Linked DNA regions of Hordeum vulgare: region 2 is linked to region 1. Evidence: chromatin contacts called from public Hi-C data. All regions are on one chromosome and are shown on one strand. The core of a region is the stretch at or near the end of the contact, and the rest is flanking DNA. Distances in the headings are between cores, read along the strand shown.

Evidence for each region. A called contact is a pair of places that touch in the nucleus more often than the background predicts.
Region 2: a contact with region 1 is called in a Hi-C map of seedling, with 2.5 times the contacts expected there. The contact joins the promoter of LOC123440207 here to the promoter of LOC123440205 in region 1. A contact is called at or near these places in 2 of 6 Hi-C or Micro-C datasets (leaf and seedling).

What each region holds. Positions count from the first base shown.
Region 1 is chr3H:473,217,472-473,222,895 of MorexV3_pseudomolecules_assembly, reverse strand. It overlaps LOC123440205 (pathogen-related protein), which reads left to right and starts at 3,245. Exons shown (of 2, transcript XM_045116774.1): 1 at 3,245-3,641; 2 at 3,790-4,744. The coding sequence starts at 3,495. The coding sequence ends at 4,425.
Region 2 is chr3H:473,642,564-473,647,987 of MorexV3_pseudomolecules_assembly, reverse strand. LOC123440207 (transcription repressor OFP1-like) reads right to left here and starts at 2,729. Exons shown (of 1, transcript XM_045116776.1): 1 at 1,136-2,729. The coding sequence starts at 2,464. The coding sequence ends at 1,502. It overlaps LOC123444343 (GTP-binding protein At2g22870), which reads right to left. Exons shown (of 4, transcript XM_045121031.1): 4 at 3,886-4,478. The coding sequence ends at 4,260.

The sequences.
Region 1 (5,424 bases), core at 1,996-4,495:
TCTAAAACATCAAAAACCCTAACCTAACTCGGACAATAAACTTTAGCAATTTTGCGGACCAACTCGGAGCCACCAAGTGATTTTTCTCAGTCCCACCGAGTTAACGTGGCCATCTTTCTGTAATCTTCTGGATCTTACTCGGAATTTCCGAGTGATTCTCGGAATTACCGAGTCAACTCGGTGACACCGAGTCAAAAAACTCGATGGATCCGAAATGACTGTGCAGTTTGTGTTGTTGATCTTGTTTTGGATCCACAGGTTGCATACGATGTCTTATTGAGAGAATCTTTATATTGAAATCAACCGTTTCAATGAGACGCACAACTTTCATGTTGAAACATTTTCGGTCACAGGCCATCTTAATCGGGTTTCATGCCATTCTTTAATCTGGTGTCAATATGAGCATCTGTGATCTTGTCATAACTTTTACATCTGAGCTCCATTTTAGACTATCTTCATATCTGTCTTGATATTCTCGAATAAAGTCATCCCATGGTAACTTTCAATCAGAAGTTTGAATTAATCTTGACATAGCTTTAAGAAACTTTTACGATTGTGCCACTTTTAAGCGTCAACACTCATCTTCCCCGATCAATTTGAGTAACGAGGGTGTGGAGGCAAAGGGTCAAAAAGATTATGGGTCAGTTAAATGACCCCGTTAGTCAAACCTAGAATACTTTTACTCCACCATAATAATAATAGTACTATAACATCTCAATCATGCTCATACTAACTACTCCCTCCGTCACGGTTTAGAAAACACAGTTAGACTTGCGTGTGTTTCCAAAATAGACAAAGATTAAGGCACGTTGCATTTACTCCTAGCAGCTAATTAGTACTCCGTTGTACTACTTCTATATGCATGCGTAGTGTGAATGCTATTTTTTAACTCATTTCACAACCAATTAATAATCACCTAGGTCCTAGAGAATTTACATGCACGCCTTTTAAACCGTGACGGAGGAAGTACTCTCCATGCTTCTAGTCCTACGACCACGAACTGGCCCGATAGCAAGCAGGGGATAGTGATTCGTGGTGGTTCCGACTCGACCCCATTTTTAATGTATCTGTAAAGGAAAAAGACATTTTTAGTGGTACTAGATAATTGCATAAGCATTGTAGTAATAATTTATTAGGTTAGTTCGTAACTGCGCCTCCATTGCTTATACATTTATAACACTAAAATTTTGATGAGTTTTATATGTATTACACCAAAATGTCAGGATTTTATATATTTACTAAACATTTATTGAGTTATTAAAGAAAATATGATGATATTCAACAAGTAAAATAAGACATGGTACGGTTGAGAGTTTAGACGGGTTGAAAAACCCAAAAGATAAAAGTGAGCAAATTAAGGAGCATGATCGGTGATGCTACTTAGGCTGGTCGTAATGGTAGTATCATAAATAATATCATGCATGTCAACTATGCAATTTTGATGAGGTGTCATAGAATTAAATAAGAAAGAGAGAGTTAAGTATCATATTATGATACCGTATCATATTAAATGTTGTGCTATTATGTATCATGTATGGCAATAAATGATATACCTATGATATTAACATATAATACTATGCATTACGGGTGTAGTATCATACACTAGTATCATATGCATGGTACTACTATATGATACTCCCCATTACAACCAGCCTTACGTTGTGGGAGATCTGGAGCAAACGAAACGACTGCACCTTGACTGGAGTCACTGTATCCGTGGGCAAAATCCACTACAAAAAACATGTTAATATATGATGTCATCGAAAATCTATCATAGATTAGCAGGTTTCTTGCCGTGATCATGTCCAAGGTACGTGAGGGTTTAAACATATGGTGCTTTGCTGGCGCGCATTGCCTGGAGTCACCCTTCACGGACATAGGTATCAGCTTTCGAAGCTACACCATCAGGGGTTTTCTCACTTCTTTTGTTTTCTCTTAGCTTTTTGCCTTCGATCCCATGTTATATGTACTGATTACGAAAATGTGTTCCTTGCTTATGATATGTAAACATGTAGCGTGGTAGTCTTAGCAAGACGAAAAAACATTATGTGTTTCTTAAGTAGGAGAGTTTGGCCTTTGAGTTGTAATGCCTTCGCGGTAGAGGGCTAACATGATAAAGGTCATGAACGGCCTTAGAAGCAGATTAAGAGCTAAGATAAGCTTGTGGTGGTCAATTTAAATGGCAAGGTCTCGAAGCAGAGTGTCAAAACAATTCATTGTCTGTTAAATAACCTTTGTAGGCAAACCTATATTTTATATTTTAATATAAATCCAACGTTAGATTTATAGGGCTAGAAATCTGAGGTGCTCGGGTACGATCGGATCCTGATTAATCGCATGCCAATTAATTGATGTAGCGTGACAATTCCTTATTGATTTCTTTGCATCACATGAAGAAAAATTATGTAGAACTTGGCAAATCCTTATACAAAAGCATGTTAATTTTATTTGTTTCCGGATGACAAATTTGGTTGTCAGGTTTTTAGCCCTAAAAATCTTAATCCAATTTTTTAACATTTCTGATTTTTACTCCATCAACATCTACGTTGATAATATCCATATATACCGATATAAAAGACCCTGAGCGGCATATCCAATTAATGTAGGCATTAAATCTTGTTATCGAATGGTTTAAATTGCTCCAATGACGAGTGCGGCATGTCTAGCTTGCAATTGATATCACACTAAATATCAATGTCTATGTTAATCACTTACGCGTAACTGATATTCTACATAGTATTCGTATGCAACTAATTTTTTCCTTTATAATAATATCAACGTGTATGCAACTATTTTTTTCCCTTATAGTGGATGATGACGGCTTCTAAAACGTGTGCATGTGGTGTACGCTTTAGGTCTGCTGCACCGGTTGTTAGTTTCGGTACGTTATGTGGATGGATCGGCGACGACGCTTCGGATGGTTTGTAGGTGTGAGAGGACGTTTCTGATGGTTTGATGTATGTTCTTGTCAAACCTTTGTTGAATAAGTAATAAATATGATAGTATGCATCGATTGATGCAGAGGCCGGAGTCTTAACCTCCTTTTCTAAAAAAATAAATAGACCTACATGCATTTACTAGTTTCTGCAGACTGTCTAAGCAACAACCTAATTCCCGAGGGTTTTTTCGGCGAAAAAAAATGTTTGCGGCAGGTAAGGATGGCCTGGCTGGCAAAAGGCAAAATACATATATAATTATATACGTGGAGCATCTGGATTGGATGAGATCGGATCCAGTCGATATAAGTTTGTTCCATTATTTCCGATTACAGTATTATTTTTGTTTGCAGGGATAAACATTCAGCTCCCAGATAAACAATCCTGTATATACTCTCGGACGCCCACCTTTAAAACCCCCACCCACCCATCCATCCATAATTGCATTCACAGGCTAGCGCACACAACAGTGAGACTACAACCCACAGCACTCACCACCGTGGTCGCCATCCGCTGCGCGTCTCGGGCTCCCAGCGTGCGTGTCTGATCTCTGATCTGATGGCGGCACAAGCAGAGGATTCCTCCGGCGGCGACAAGTACCGGTCTCACCTGGCCGGCGAGGGCGAGAAGAACACCGTGTGGCGGCACGGCGCGCCGCCCACGTACGACGCCGTGAACAGCCTCTTCGAGGCCGGGAGGACCCAGGTATATTCCGTCGATCCTCACACGCACGCGCGTCCCATGTCCACGGAGCGCCTCTCTTCTTGTATTTTGCGATGGGGAAAGACCTCCGCTTTGTCGCGGCCTCTGCATGCGTCGGCGCGTCACACGCGCGTTTCTTGTTGCTTTGCAGGAGTGGCCGGAGGGGTCGCTGGAGGAGACGGTGCAGAACGCGATCAAGACGTGGGAGATGGAGCTGTCGCACAAGGCCCGCATCGAGGACTTCAAGTCGGTGAGCCCCGGCCGGTTCACCCTGTCGGTGAACGGCGGGCGGGCGCTGACGGGGGAGGAGACGCTGGCCATGGGCAGCTACAACGCGCTGCTCGCGAGCCCGATCCTGCGGGGCGCCGGCGCGTACGACGCCGCCGCCGAGACGTTCGAGTCCTCGCACGACCTCTTCCGATCCGCCTTCCCGCGCGGGTTCGCGTGGGAGGTGGTCAAGGTCTACTCCGGCCCGCCGGTGATCGCCTTCAAGTTCCGGCACTGGGGCCACATGGAGGGGGCCTACAAGGGACACGCACCCACCGGCGACAAGGTCGAGTTCTACGGCGTCGCCGTGCTCAAGGTGGACGAGCAGCTGCGGGCGGAGGACGTGGAGGTGTTCTACGACCCAGGGGAGCTCCTCGCGGGGCTTATCAAGGGTCCCAAGGAGGGGGACGAGGAGGCGGCGCTCGCCGGGAGGCTCCGCGAGGCGGCTACGGTGTCGGCATCAGGTGCCGACGCGCAGCCGCAGGCCTGCCCCTTCCTTGGTTCGGGAAAGCAGGGGTGATCGAGTGGCCTCGTGAAATAAAACGTGTCGTGTCTCCAGTCTTCAGGGTGTTGCTGTTGCATCACTGTTTCGCAATCAGAGAGATCTTTATCGTCAGCTTTGGAGACCAGCTGAAAGCTCAGTTCAACTTGTGATTTATACTGTTGAAGTGCTCGTTGTTTGGTTGGAAGGTGTTGGGTCCAGGGTCGGGAGTCGATCGGGATCAGTGAGAGCAGCTTGGTGAAAAGATGGTTTCTGACGTGCTTCCCCAAATGATTGATTTCTGCTTGAATTGAATTGTTTCTTGCAAAAATGAAATGTTGTTCCATATTTCCTTTTATATTAAGTGTCACGGCAGTCCATTGTTGGCATAGAACATCCCTCAAGAGCGTAGCCGCTCGCACCACTGTACTTAACCATGTTTTTTTAAGAAAAGAGACAAAAGATTTGTCTCATTCATTAATTAAGAGGGAAAGGAATATAAAGTTTGTGTTATAACGCTCATCGTGTGACAGTACAAAAGGTCTACTCTGATGGTCCAATTATTTTACACCCGCGGTGACCCAGATTTGGGCCGCAATCTTGATGTTAGCAAGTACAAGTATAGAATCATCGGCGGGGCACTCTTGAGATGGAAGATGGGAGCGTTCTTTTCATTCCATATTGTCCAAAAGATGAGCACGGAGAGCGTCGCCATGGCCCTTCTATTCGGAACGGTAGAGGCGGGAAGCCCTATCCACCACTCCCCGGTCGAACGTGACAAGTGTCGAGTAGAACTGTTGATGTTCTCGAGTTTGAGCCAATCTTTGATCATTCCCCAAAGTCTAGTGGTGTACCGATATTGGAAGAGGAGGTGGTCGATAGATTCTTGCACACGCTTACAGAGTGGGCACAACCCACAATTAGGCCATCTCCGCTTGGCCAAGCGGTGAGCAGTCCAAATTCTGTTTTGCATAGCCAGCCAAGCAAAAAAGTTGACCTTAGGCGGAGCCCAAGCCCTCCGTACTGCAAGCTCCATGG
Region 2 (5,424 bases), core at 1,480-3,979, 430 kb before region 1:
GCCCACGTACATACGTGGTGTGGAGCGGGGAACAGGGGCGCTGATTCCGGAGCGCGACGAGACGCGACGAACTGGCGACATTCTGGGCGCCTGGCGAGGGAGTCGCGTCGGTCGGCCGCGCGCTGGGGCGGGGGCGGGGGGCTCTCGGTGCGGCCCGGTGCGGTGCGGTCACGTTGCGCGGAAAGATGGATGCATCAGGCTACGCCCGGGCTACCGCTAGTAGCATAGGCATACTGGCATAGCATGCAAGTGGCGGACGCGTACAAGCGCATGGCATCCGGCGCGGTACGTCGCACGGACGCACGCACGGACGGACGGCCCTCCCTCAGCGCCGATGCACCTGCACTGCACTGCACAGGTCGCCGTTCGCCCTGCACTGACTCCCCCCCTGCCGGCGCCAGTGATCCGATCAATCGGCGCCGGCGGTCGATGGCGACCGGCCCTGCCGTGCCTGGTGCAATCTGTGGATGCTTCACACGTCGGCATCGCGTGTGCGTTGCGGTTCGGCCGCCCCGGCCCAACCCCCGTTCCTCCTACCAATCTACAGCAACCAGATGCGGTCACCAACCTCGCCAACCCGCCGCAGCCGCACATGGCTGCTCCTAATCCCAGCTGCCACCGGTACGTGCATACCCAAGCAGGGGAGTAGTCCGGGAACACATTCACGTCGAAGACTTCCCTTCTGCATATTATAAATCCGGCAATGCCCGCGTTTACTCGCGAGGGAGAGGCCGGACGTTGCCAATTTGGCACTTCTCCTTTGTTTGCCGGCTACTCCTTCCCGGATTTTGTTTCTTATTATTGTATGTATAGGAGCAGAGTCTGAACGAAGCACGGAATATATTCCGCGCCGTGTTAGAGTATTCAGTTGAAAATGTTCCACATGCGCCCTAAGAATGTGCGTCGTCGTTGCTTGCTCTTGGGAGCTCGTTCAACGAAGGAGATACGTATGGAGCGAATTTCAGAGTCAAATGTTGACAGGAAAATGATTTTCTTTTTACCGGGAGTTGAACCGAGCAAACGTGAGCGTATCACAATAGCTATATGTACGTTGATTGAATCTGTAATTTGGATAAATCGATTTCTCGGGAGGAGGATTGGTTGAACGAGGAAGATGAGTATTCGGCAAAGCTAATTCGAAAAATACCTTGAAAATATATCACGTATTTACAGGAAGCGCAGCGACCGACCTTCTCAAACCGGCGGGGACAATCATAGAAGAACGCTAGACTACAAGTTAACATCAAGAAGCTAAGGTACAGTACCATCACTGACACAACTAGAGGGTGGGAGCCCGGAACTAGGAACTTAAGCACAAGTTAGCTGGTCAAGATTCAGCAATGAATGAACGATGGAGACAACGCACGTAATAGCGCGCGACATCGCACATGTCCAACTCCATTCTTGCGCCATTAATCTCGCCCGCTCGAGAAATGGTTAATCCTACCAACGTCGATCGTTGCATTGCACCCCGTGCCGGACGGCCGATCGTCCGACGAGCTCAGGGGCAGAGCGTCTCCCGCACGTCGGCGAAGGCCGCGAGGATCACCGGGTAATGCCGCGGCGAGTTGAGCACGAGGTACGTCTCCAGCAGGCTCTCCGCACTGTGTTCGCCTTCGCCTTCGCCGCCGCCGCCGCCTTGTGGCCACTCGGCGATCATCTCCTCCATGGACTTGCGGAAGTCCTCGTACGGGTCGGCGGAGCGCTTCACCACCGCGAAGCCCCCGTCCGTGGCGGCGGACGCCGTGGAGCCCCGCGGCATCTCGAAGCTGTACCGGCAGCTCTGCGACGCGCCGCGGCGCGGGGCGGCGGCCGGCGCGCGGCAGGGCCCGGACACGGAGGCGCGCGCCTTGGTGCCGTTGTTGCGCGGGCAGTTGTAGAAGTCGGACGAGTCGGAGGAGAAGCTCCTGGACGAGAAGAGGTTCCGCGAGTCCTCGTCGTACTCGTCGTCGTCGGAGGAGCTGCTGAGCAGCCTGCGCGACGAGTGCGTCGACAGCCTCCGTGGACTGCGCTTGCCGCTGGGCCGCTCCTTCCACCTCGGCAGCGGCGGCAGGGGCGCCGCCGCCGGGAACGGCGAGGAGGGCGGGCACTTGCGGCCCTCCCACTCGCTCGCCCCGAACGGCAGCCCGGCCCCCTTGAGCGCCGCCCTCTCCGCCTTGACGTCGTCGGCGAGGAGGAGCGACGGGTCGGCCGCGTCGACGGAGCGGCGGCCGGCGCAGTCGATGGTGATGCGGATCAGCGGGACGGTGCGCCGCGCCGAGACGGAGAGGCGGCGGTCGTGGTGCTCGCCCGTTGCGGCCTTCCTGCCGAGGCGGCCGTAGGATGGCAATGCGAGGGCCGGCTGCGCGGCGCTCTCGTCGTCTCGGCGCTTCCTGCCGCCCGAGCGCCTGGAGAAGACCGACAGGATGGCCGCCAGCCGGTGCTTGAGCTTCTTGCGGCCGGCGCCGGAGCTGGAGCCGTCCATCGTGCTGGCGACTTGTCGTTCCCTCTGCGTGCGTGGAGACTGGACAGAGAGGGAGAGGGCGCGGGAGCTGCGGGGGAGGGCGGGAGATGGAGCGGTCGAGTGGAGTTGGTTTGGTCGACTATCGCATTCGTGCCGGGCTAATGCGGCCTGGCCTTTTAACCGGCGCGATCTCGAAGCGGAACTGCCAAGGGGATGACACGGTCGTGGCCCCTCCCTCCGGCGGGACGACGGGGACAGGCGCCACGTAACGTAGTGGGGGGAGATGGCTTGGCCAAGAGGCGGTTACGCGCCATGGTGCCGCATTATCTATCGCTGGCTCAGCTGGCTGCGTCTTGGTCTTGGATCCCATATTACCCGCGGCCTCCCGAGCACTCCTGGATTTAGCCTACTGACAAGATTGGCCTAATGGCCCTCGCCAACTGTCGCCTTGTGTTTGTGTTTGCTTGCCCGTGCGGCGCATGGAGAATGGTGGTGCGGCAGGCTCGTGAGCAGCGCACGGGATTGCAATTGCAAACGTGGCCGACTAGTCTTTGTGAACTTCGTAGGAACAACTAACTGATGCAATTTGACCTGTTTCATCGGGATGGAAAAGTTATTATTTTCGAGTGAAAGGAAGAGGGTGTGAACTGGTTGGCGATCAGGCATACATTCTCTGCGCGCGCAGCAGGTCTTTGCAAGGCTGCAACTCTGTGTGCCCAGTTTTACCGCACAGGTCGGCCGGCCATGTCACGGTGTTCCAGTTTTGACCACGGCAACGCTGCAGTCAGTCTGTGCCTGTCTGTCTGTCTGTACACCGCTGCTACAGCGCCAGCAGCAAGTACTCCAGTACCAACAGTATGTTTTCCAATCAACCTACGTAAACAAGCGCGTATAGGCTGTAGTACGCGCTGTTAATTCTTAAATGTACGTCCCTCCGTGGCATCAAGTGAGTTGTTTAGTGACACACAAACGCGGCCACCAGCTGTGGGAAGGAACCCGGCTGAGCTGAGCTGTTGTTTGGGACTAGAAGCAAGTATCTATACCTATCGCCTAGACGGCGCGCGGCTTTTAAAGATTTGACATTATATATAAAGATAAACAAACAAACAGGTGCTCGTACCGCTAATACAAAACTCATGACAGATAGGCCTAACAAACCAAGCATGCATGCATGCATGCATGAACATCTAAGACCCCAGGATATTAAGCCGGGCCTGCAATTATCTGACCAGTGTTATGCGTCCAGTCCAGGCAGGACCTGTACCGGCTCGACCTTTTTCTTTAATCTGCTATGGGATGAAAGGAACCAACTGTAGTAGTAGAATGGATCCCAATAATGTGGCACTTTCACCGCGTGCTGTACGCCACGGAAAAACCATTGACTAGTCAAGAGGTGCCTGCATCTCCTGCCATTTGTGTGATGCAGGGTCCAAGGGAGCAAATAACAAACAAACGTGTGGGATTCCCGATGATGATTAGCTGACACAGTTGTTTCTTTAATCTACTACATACAGGACGCCGCAATCTTATAATCAGAAAGTAACAAAGACAAAACGTTGAGATTGTCTGTACGGTTATACAAATATAGAAGAAGAAAAAAACAGGGTGGTTGATTTCAGCAGCTTGTCTGTATTCCCGGTCCGCCTGTTGTTGATTGAGTGATCATCACGTACCAGAGGGCAATCAACAGCTCAAAAGGCGAATTGGTTGGTGAAACCCTGATTGCAAAGGTGCTGATGCATCAAGCCGTAGCAGGGGTTGCCCCGCTCGCATGCAGTTTACTGTTGTTTCAGTCCTATTCTTGTTATCCCTCCTCCTAATGCTTGCGCCAATAGTTTCTGAGCTGAGACATGTGCAGAAGTATCTCGTCTCTGCCTTGGTTCGTTACGCTGCTCGTCATTATCCACGGAGGCGCCGCCTCGAAGTATTCGCGTATCAGGTTCTGGAAGCATTCTACGTTTTCTTCCGGTCTCTTGCCGCCGTTTTTCTTCTTCTTACGCTTGTCGCACTTTGTGAACACCAGGGTCATTGGGACCTGAAAAAAATAAACATTTAAATAGAGCATATGAACATTGAAACTGAACGTTATCAAGATTGGCTGTTCAGATAGCTATCAATTCACTCACATGTTTCTATTAGCAATAATGCTTATTTGATGCAGTAGTAACGGTATATCAGTAGCAACATACGGAGTACATAACAGTATAACTAACAGCCTGACATCTTCAATCAGATAAATACATATGGTAGACAATAAATAATGCATGATTGGGTTCATGCCTGTTATTACTCATACAGAAGGTCGCTCCATTATTATATCTGAAAAGAGGAATTTGTGAATGAATGCCCTCAGAGGACATATTCAATGATGCAAACATAGGTCCATATCCAAAGAGGAGTGTTTTGCACTGAATCGCGACAGAACAGAAGAGAGGATGGTTGAAACTCGCAAAAGGGAAAATAATGGTTGTGGGGTGGGGAGGCACCAATAAAGGACATAGGCGCTTACAGGAACACCACTGATCGTTATTGACTGGGTAGGACAAGCTCAGGCTTTTGTTGCAAAGGGTGGGTGAGTCAGTGGGGACACTGCAGTAGCGGTAGTACACAAGGAATGTGGAATGTGCAGGAACTAACTAATATTGTCACATATTACTTTGTTCAGATACTACCATGTTGTCGGACTTGGTCAGATAAAACGATAGGAAGAAAGAGAAACAAATGCCCTGACGAAATGAAGAAGACCGGCAACCGCTGCACCCTACAGAGATGTCCCACCGCGCTCCAAGCACACCGAAGCACCGCGTACCGAGCAACACCTTCCAGAAGGAAAGCAACGACGATGATGCTGCTGCCCGAACAAGTCCTAGGGTTTCCCCTGATACCCGAAGCACCGCGTACTGAGCAACACCTTCCAGAAGGAAAGCAACGACGATGATGCTGCTGCCCGAACAAGTCCTAGGGTTTCCCCTGATACCCGG